Regions from separate parts of the Hordeum vulgare genome. Here region 2 is linked to region 1. Evidence: chromatin contacts called from public Hi-C data. All regions are on one chromosome and are shown on one strand. The core of a region is the stretch at or near the end of the contact, and the rest is flanking DNA. Distances in the headings are between cores, read along the strand shown. Region 1 holds the start of LOC123409950 (histone H3.3). Region 2 holds the start of LOC123410001 (inositol-tetrakisphosphate 1-kinase 4-like).

Region 1 (3,732 bases), core at 513-3,012:
AACTTCGTGAGGGTTTTAATGAAGCACGCCGGAGGAGCTAAGAGTGTTGGAGCTGCATTCAAGCACGTCGGAGGATCGTCAAAACTTCGTCAGGGTTATATTAAAGTCACTAGAGCTGCCGGAGGGTCATCAAAACTTCGACAGGGTTTTAATGATGCATTGAAGCACGTCGGAGGATCATCAAAACTTCGTCATGGTTATATTAAAGTCACCAGAGCTGACGAAGGGTCATCGAAACTTCGTGAGGGTTTTAATGAAGCACGCCGGAGGGTCATCGAAACTACCTCAGGGTTTCAGTGAAGAAAAAACGAAGCACGCCGGAGGGTTATCAAAACTTCGTCAGGGTTTCAGTGAAGAAAAAACGAAGCACGCCGGAGGGTTATCAAAACTTCGTCAGGGTTTCAGTAAAGCAAGCATGCCAGAGGGTCATCGAAACTTCATCAGGGTTTCAGTGAAGCACGCCGGAGGGTCATCGAAACATCATCAGGGTTTCGATGAAGCCACCAAAGCTACAGTGAAGCATGCCGGAGGACGGAGCGTCGGCGGAGGTGCCGATGCGAGATGCACAGGAGGAAAACGGGTTGGGTTGTGCTAGGATCCGGCCTTCCGTTCTTAAATATTTGTTTTTTACATATTTTACTACGAATTAAATATGAATGTATAAGTTTTGTTTGTATACTATTCCCTCCGTTTTTAGATATTCCATTACAGACTAGTAATATATGAATGTATGAGTTCGGAGGGAGTAGAGGCAAAGAGCAGATTCTTCGAACGTTGAAAGAGATTCAACTGGATTCGTGTTAGGTTGCCATCGAAAACTAACCAGCAGGATTTGGTGCCGCGTGTGCACCCAAATTAAAAAAAATCTCCACTGCAGCCACACGGCCGAAGGCAGCGCCGCACCACAAATCTCCAACGCAGCCACACGGCGATCCCACGGCCGGAGGGCAGCGCCCAACCATGTCAACAGAACGCTCAACAGCAAAGAACATTAAGCTGAAATTTCAGACTTAAGACAACGGTAACAAGCATTTGTTTGAATTTTGGATAAACCAACCATATACAAAACATAAGGAGCCAAGTCTTCTCAACTATGTTAACCAATCAGAATTTAACAAGTACACATTAAAAGCTTGCCCATTGGCGCTAGCTAACAAGATGTAGTAAAACCATACAAGCTACGAACAAGCAATGCGGCGGTGGAAATCGCGAAGGCAGATGCTGCTTCATCTAGGCGCGCTCCCCGCGGATGCGGCGGGCGAGCTGGATGTCCTTGGGCATGATGGTGACGCGCTTGGCGTGGATGGCGCAGAGGTTGGTGTCCTCGAAGAGCCCCACGAGGTACGCCTCGGCGGCCTCCTGGAGCGCCAGCACGGCGTGGCTCTGGAACCGGAGGTCCGTCTTGAAGTCCTGCGCGATCTCCCGCACCAGGCGCTGGAAGGGGAGCTTGCGGATGAGCAGCTCCGTGCTCTTCTGGTACTTGCGGATCTCGCGCAGCGCCACCGTCCCGGGCCTGTAGCGGTGGGGCTTCTTCACGCCGCCCGTCGTCGGGGCCGACTTCCTCGCCGCCTTGGTGGCCAGCTGCTTGCGCGGCGCCTTGCCGCCGGTCGACTTCCGGGCCGTCTGCTTCGTACGCGCCATCGATCTCTCCTCCTCCTTGGCGACTTCGAAGTTCGGACTTGGCTGTGTCTCTGTTCTTGTGGGTCGTGGGACTTGGGAACTGGAAGGGGACAGATTTGCGTAGTGAGGCAACGGGAGGGGAAGTTTGGTGGGGATTTATAGATGACGGACGGGCAAGGGAAGCGTGGCCGACGCGGTTTCTTCTGATCGTGTGAGAGAGGGTCTCGGATTGTGTTTCGACGTTTGATTGGATCTAACGGCTGGAGGTTGCGGAGAGGAAGCACACGATCTGCGTGCTTGGCGCTGGTTGGTGCGAGGTCCCCGACGAGGTGCGGATCGGTGACGTGGCGGTGCATATGGCTGTGTGTCTCGTGAGTTCATCGCCCGGCTCTGTTGCCTTTTTTATTTCAACCACCTTTCTTCAGTATATTTCCTCCGTTCTTAAATATAAAGTGTATTATTTTTTAAAAAAATTAAAATTTTCAAACTTCAACCAAGTTTATTGATAAAAATGACAATGTTTAGAATATCAAATCATTATCACTAGATTCATCATGAAATATATTTCTATATTTTGCATTTTTAGTATTGTAAATGTTTATATATTTTGCTATAAAGTTGGTCAAAAATAGGAATTCTTTGACTTTTTAAAAAATTAATACATCTTATATTAAGGAACAGAGTGAGTATTAAAATAAAATACACGTGAAAAAGTGGAGGAAAAAATGCATGCCTTCTTTTCTTTGCGGGTAAAAAATAGAACAATATACACGTGAAAAAGTGGAGGAAAAAATGCATGCCTTCTTTTCTTTGCGGGTAAAAAATAGAACAATACTCTCTGTCGTTGATCAGCCGATCCTGTTTTGGTTGTTGGATGCGATGCGTAGAAACCATCAGATTGAAGCGTGTGTCTCCATTCCCATATCTTGGTGCGCAAGGCTTTCTCTTTCCCACCTCCTCATCTCAAAGTGGGAGAGCGCGTGTAGGACGGGAACGTGATCACGAAACCCTCAAATCGTCGTCGCTCGCTGGGTCGCCGCCGATGACGGTGATGCCACACGTCTTCTCCGACGACGATGCTCGTAAGGAAACCTCTCTTGCTCTTAATTTTTGTTGCACATCTCGTCGTCAAACGGGTTGCAACTTCCTCGTCGATCGGTGCCAACTCCTGCCACGATGGTCCATGGTTGCAACACTCTGGTACGTCGCCCCACCCTCGTCGTCCACCATCCAAAATGAAAGGTTCTACAACGTTCAAATGCTGCAACTATGGCAAAATTTAGAGTGATCTACAATGTGATTTAAACTATAATAACACTCCTTTCTTGCGGCGCCACGCTTATCCTCATCTCCTCCACTCTAACGCCCTCGCAACTCACTTAATGCCTGTTTTTAGACTCCCCGAGAAGATCCCTAAAAAGCTATATGCTATCTGCAGGTCCTTCTTCTGGCTGCCGAGGAATCTTGCTCCGAAACCAAATGTGTCATCGCATGGAAAAATGTTTGCAAACCCAAGCCAGCTGGGGGTCTTGGTATAAAAAATCTCACTTTCCAAAACAACATCCTCTTCATGAAATTCGCCTTCAAACTCCTCCAAAAACCAGAATTACCCTGGGTAAACTGGTTCCTCCAACACACTCTCTAGACTTCGCGAAGAAGCCTCAAAACACCCCTTACCTCTCGAAAATTGTAAACCAACTGCTCTACCACCTTCTTAAAATCTAATTCGTCCTTACCAACAATGGCACGTCAACCTTCTTCTGGCTTGACGCTTAGCTCCTGCCAACCCCGCTCATGGAAATTAAAGAACAAAACATAAAAGTTGGGCCAGAAGTTTGTGCTTTCTAAATTCACCCATGTCATGCCCGTAAAAAATAATCCATCAATAAGGTTGATCAAGTCTTATTGACAAACTTTTTTCGAATGACATGGAACCGGAGAACTTTCGAATAACACTAAGTTACCTCAATGGGGATATGCATGTCCCCAACAATAAGTACATCATATTTCTTCTTGACTGTAGGAAGAGGGAATTCAAAGTCTCCAATAGTGAACGTTGGAATTTTTTCAATGGAGTTGATGCTATGAACTTGAGATTGTTTCTTCGGAAGG
Region 2 (3,732 bases), core at 802-3,301, 330 kb before region 1:
TCCACGGAGATTGACGAGTTGGTGGTGGGCGCGTCAATGTCTGCCCCCAATATGGAGCAACTCGCCACTCCTCCACGAGCTAGCTTGGAGCAACGAGTTGTTGAACCCCGATGCGTCTTGGGCCTCACCTTGCTCAGTCGACCATGCGTGGGAGATGGACCAGCGAGTTGCCTTGCTCGTATTCGGTGTGTAGGGCGGGCCACCCAACCGGCTTTTATATCGGAGAACTATTCATCCTGCTCGTCGGGTTGCATCAAAGGGTGGAGAAGGAGAAGATGGGAGGCGGATTTGGTGGTGCACTTCTTGCCCGGCGTCCGCCCAATTTAAGACTTGGATCGGAACTACGCCCAGCGCACGTGACCCATTTATTTCTACGCACACATTTGAAAAGGCATGTAGCCGTAGATCAAGCCAGCGACCATGCCGTCGTCCAAAGTTCATGCCAGCACCATGCCAGCAGCGAGCATACAATGCGAGCTTCAGAAAACACCACACAATTCATGCTGGCGCACTTGCCAGAGGCCGGCAAACATGCCAGCACGCAAAAAGGGGCGGAAGTTCGACCATGCCATCGCGGCCGTGATCATGCTAGCACACTTGCCGACATACAAAAAAGGATGGCGCTCGCCGTCATAGATCACTCGTCCTCGAACTTGAGCATGTTGGCATGCATCTTCTCGAACCACGGTCTCATCCTTGGCGACACGATGTTGAGATCGACCTTCATGATCTCCATCCCCGTCATCATGCTAGCGAGAGCCACTTCTTTCGTCTTGGTCTTGGCATTGGTGGCCTTGATCTCTATCATCTTGGCTTGCTTGTCTGCCTCCATCTCAAGCATCCTGACTTGCTTCTCCGCCTTCATCTCAAGCCTCCTCATAAGGGGCATGCCAGCTTGGTCATAGGTCGATGGCGTGAACGGCCCGCCTCGACCCTCCTGGCTTTGGGTCTCTTTGGGGTTGTAGCCAGCCGCAGCCGCATCGGCACCACCTGCGTCCGTCGCAACACCCTCGAAGATGATGCTATGCATGAAGCGGTTGGCCCTCTTGTCGTGGACGGCCGCTAGTATTCCATTGAATAGGTTGCGGGCGCCGGAAAGCATGTCGACTGACATCTCCCGCGCGCGTTTCCTCGCCTTACAGGATGACGAACCATCGGCTACCGGTGTGGCGTTGAGGTCGACGGGCACAGCCGCGGGTGCGGATGGCGCAACCACGCTCACCTCCGACGAGCATTCACCAGAGAGGCGAGGGGCTTGCGGGTAGACATGGAAGCCGGGGATCGGCTGAGTTGTCGACGCGCGGGTCGACTCCATTAGTGCAATCTGAGGGAACGCAGACGAGCCTATGCTGGCCACAACCATGGCGGCGTTGATGAACCCGTGCTGATGAGGGTTTAACCCTAGGTACAATAGTGTCTCCCTTGTTGCCGCCACGACGCGTGCAGCGGTTCTAGCGGTATCCTCCCGCCGCGCTGCGGTGGCTATGGCCGCGATGGCCGCAGCTTCTTCCCTTGCATCCGCCGCTTGCCTCCGGCCCTTTCTATTCGCCCACTCCCTAGCCCGCTCCTCGGGCGTCAGCTCTTCTTCTTCTTCTTCTTGGGCATGGTGGCGGTCTTACGGGGGGGGGGGGGGGCGTGAAGCTTACCTTTGTGGGAGGGGGCGATCGTGATGCCGGACGAGCCGAGGGAGGCGAGGCCGATAGCGACATCAAGGTCGTCGTCCATGGCGAGCGGACGCGGAGCGTGCATGGATGGGAGGGTTTTGGAAAGTGAAGGGAAATGGTAGTGGCTTTGCCACCGACTGGCAGGCCGGAGGGAATAATTGGTGCGTTCTGTCTTGTGTCCGCAGCGACGTAAATTAGACTTAAAAATGGACCAGGTATTGATCGACCGCAGCGACGTAAATTAGACTTAAAAATAGACCAGGAATTGATCAACAGGCAAACGAAAAGCAAACACACGTTCGTTTGAATCGGTCTGTTAGGACGACTTTTCTATTTGTCACGACCCAAACGGATGCCTGTGGACGAAATCAGTCGGGCGTTAGAGTTGCTCTTGGTGCTTACGAAAAGTGAGCGTATAGCAGACTGAGATTTTCGATTAGCGAATGTCTCGCGGTGTGCGAAGTCCAACCCCATGTCGATCACCCCTCGGCCGACTAGCCGAAAGCAGCTAGACGATTCCCATTCGGCGCATAATTAGCGTTTGAACAGAATTGTGTGCTAGATGGACAAGAAATTCATGAGCAGAAAAAGTATTCCAGCCCATAGCGAAGATGCTCTTTCTAACTAGTGTACTATAAATCAAGGCGTGCTGTGAGCTGAGCAGGGGAAAGGCAGTGAGACAGGGGAGATAAAGACACAGAGAGAAAGAGCAGAGAGCATACGCAAGAGATAAGCTTTCTAGCTCATGGGAGGAATGGCGGCCGAGCAGCAGTCGCCGGCGCCGACACGACCTCCTCACACCTACACCATCGGCTACGCGATGCAGCCCGACAAGTTGGACACCGTCATCCAGCCGTCGCTCGTCGCCCTGGCGGCCGAGCGCGGCATGCGGCTCGTCGCCGTCGACCCGTCCCGCCCCCTCGTCGACCAGGGGCCCTTCCACCTCCTCATCCACAAGCTCTACGACGAGGCGTGGCGCGCGCAGCTGGAATCCTTCTCCGCGGTCCACCCGACGGTGCCCGTCGTCGACCCTCCCGCCGCCATCGGCCGGCTGCTGGACCGCGGCTCCATGCTCGACGTCGTCTCCGAGCTCAACGCCACCGTCCGCGTGGGCTCCCTGGGCGCGCCCCGCCAGGTGGCCATCGACGACGCGGCCTCCCTGACCGACCCGGGCGTCGTGGGCGCGCTCCAGTTCCCGCTCATCGCCAAGCCGCTGGACGTGGACGGCAGCGTCAGCTCCCACGCCATGTCGCTCATCTACCGCCGCGAGGGCCTCGCGGGGCTGCACCCGCCGCTGGTCCTCCAGGAGTTCGTGAACCACGGCGGCGTGCTGTTCAAGATCTACGTGATCGGCGGCCACGCGACCTGCGTGCGGCGGCGCAGCCTGCCGGACGTGCCGGCGGAGCGGCTCCTGGACGTGGAGGGCGACGCGTCGGTGCCCTTCCACAACGTGTCCAGCCTGACGACGGTGCACGCCGACACGGACGACGACGTGGGCGACGACGCGGAGATGCCGCCGCCGGGGTTCGTGGAGGAGGTAGGGCGCGGGCTGCGGCGCGCGCTGGGCCTGCAGCTGTTCAACTTCGACATGATCCGCGGGAGGAAGGCCGGGGGCCAGTACTTCATCATCGACATCAACTACTTCCCCGGGTTCGACAAGCTGCCGGGGTACGAGATTGCCCTCACCGATTTCTTCGGCGACATGATTCGTGGCGCCGCCGCCGCTGCTACTGCACCCGACGACGAGGCCGACGCTACCGAAGCCTCCAACGTTCTCTGAGCGGTGTATGGGAGGCCGTTTTGTATTCTTTCTGTCGAACGTACGATTTTCGTTGTTCCACGTACTAGAGTACGTAGCAGATCAATTTTGCATTCCTGCTATACCGAATAATGATCTTTGCCTCGTTGGTTTTGGAAATTAAAGGTGATGGCAACGTCCGAACAGCTTTGCCTTTTGATCGTGAGGCTTGTGTCCCCATAAACTACTTTAGTCCTTGGCCATGCAATGCAAATGGTGCAAACTGTACCGATGTTGACAATGATAGCGCCAATTGCGCTACTGGTACCA

What was found. A called contact is a pair of places that touch in the nucleus more often than the background predicts.
Region 2: a contact with region 1 is called in a Hi-C map of seedling, with 3 times the contacts expected there. The contact joins the promoter of LOC123410001 here to the promoter of LOC123409950 in region 1. A contact is called at or near these places in 2 of 6 Hi-C or Micro-C datasets (leaf and seedling).

What each region holds. Positions count from the first base shown.
Region 1 is chr7H:65,927,153-65,930,884 of MorexV3_pseudomolecules_assembly, reverse strand. LOC123409950 (histone H3.3) reads right to left here and starts at 1,762. Exons shown (of 1, transcript XM_045102820.1): 1 at 1,011-1,762. The coding sequence starts at 1,641. The coding sequence ends at 1,231.
Region 2 is chr7H:66,255,022-66,258,753 of MorexV3_pseudomolecules_assembly, reverse strand. It overlaps LOC123410001 (inositol-tetrakisphosphate 1-kinase 4-like), which reads left to right and starts at 2,051. Exons shown (of 1, transcript XM_045102871.1): 1 at 2,051-3,582. The coding sequence starts at 2,410. The coding sequence ends at 3,444.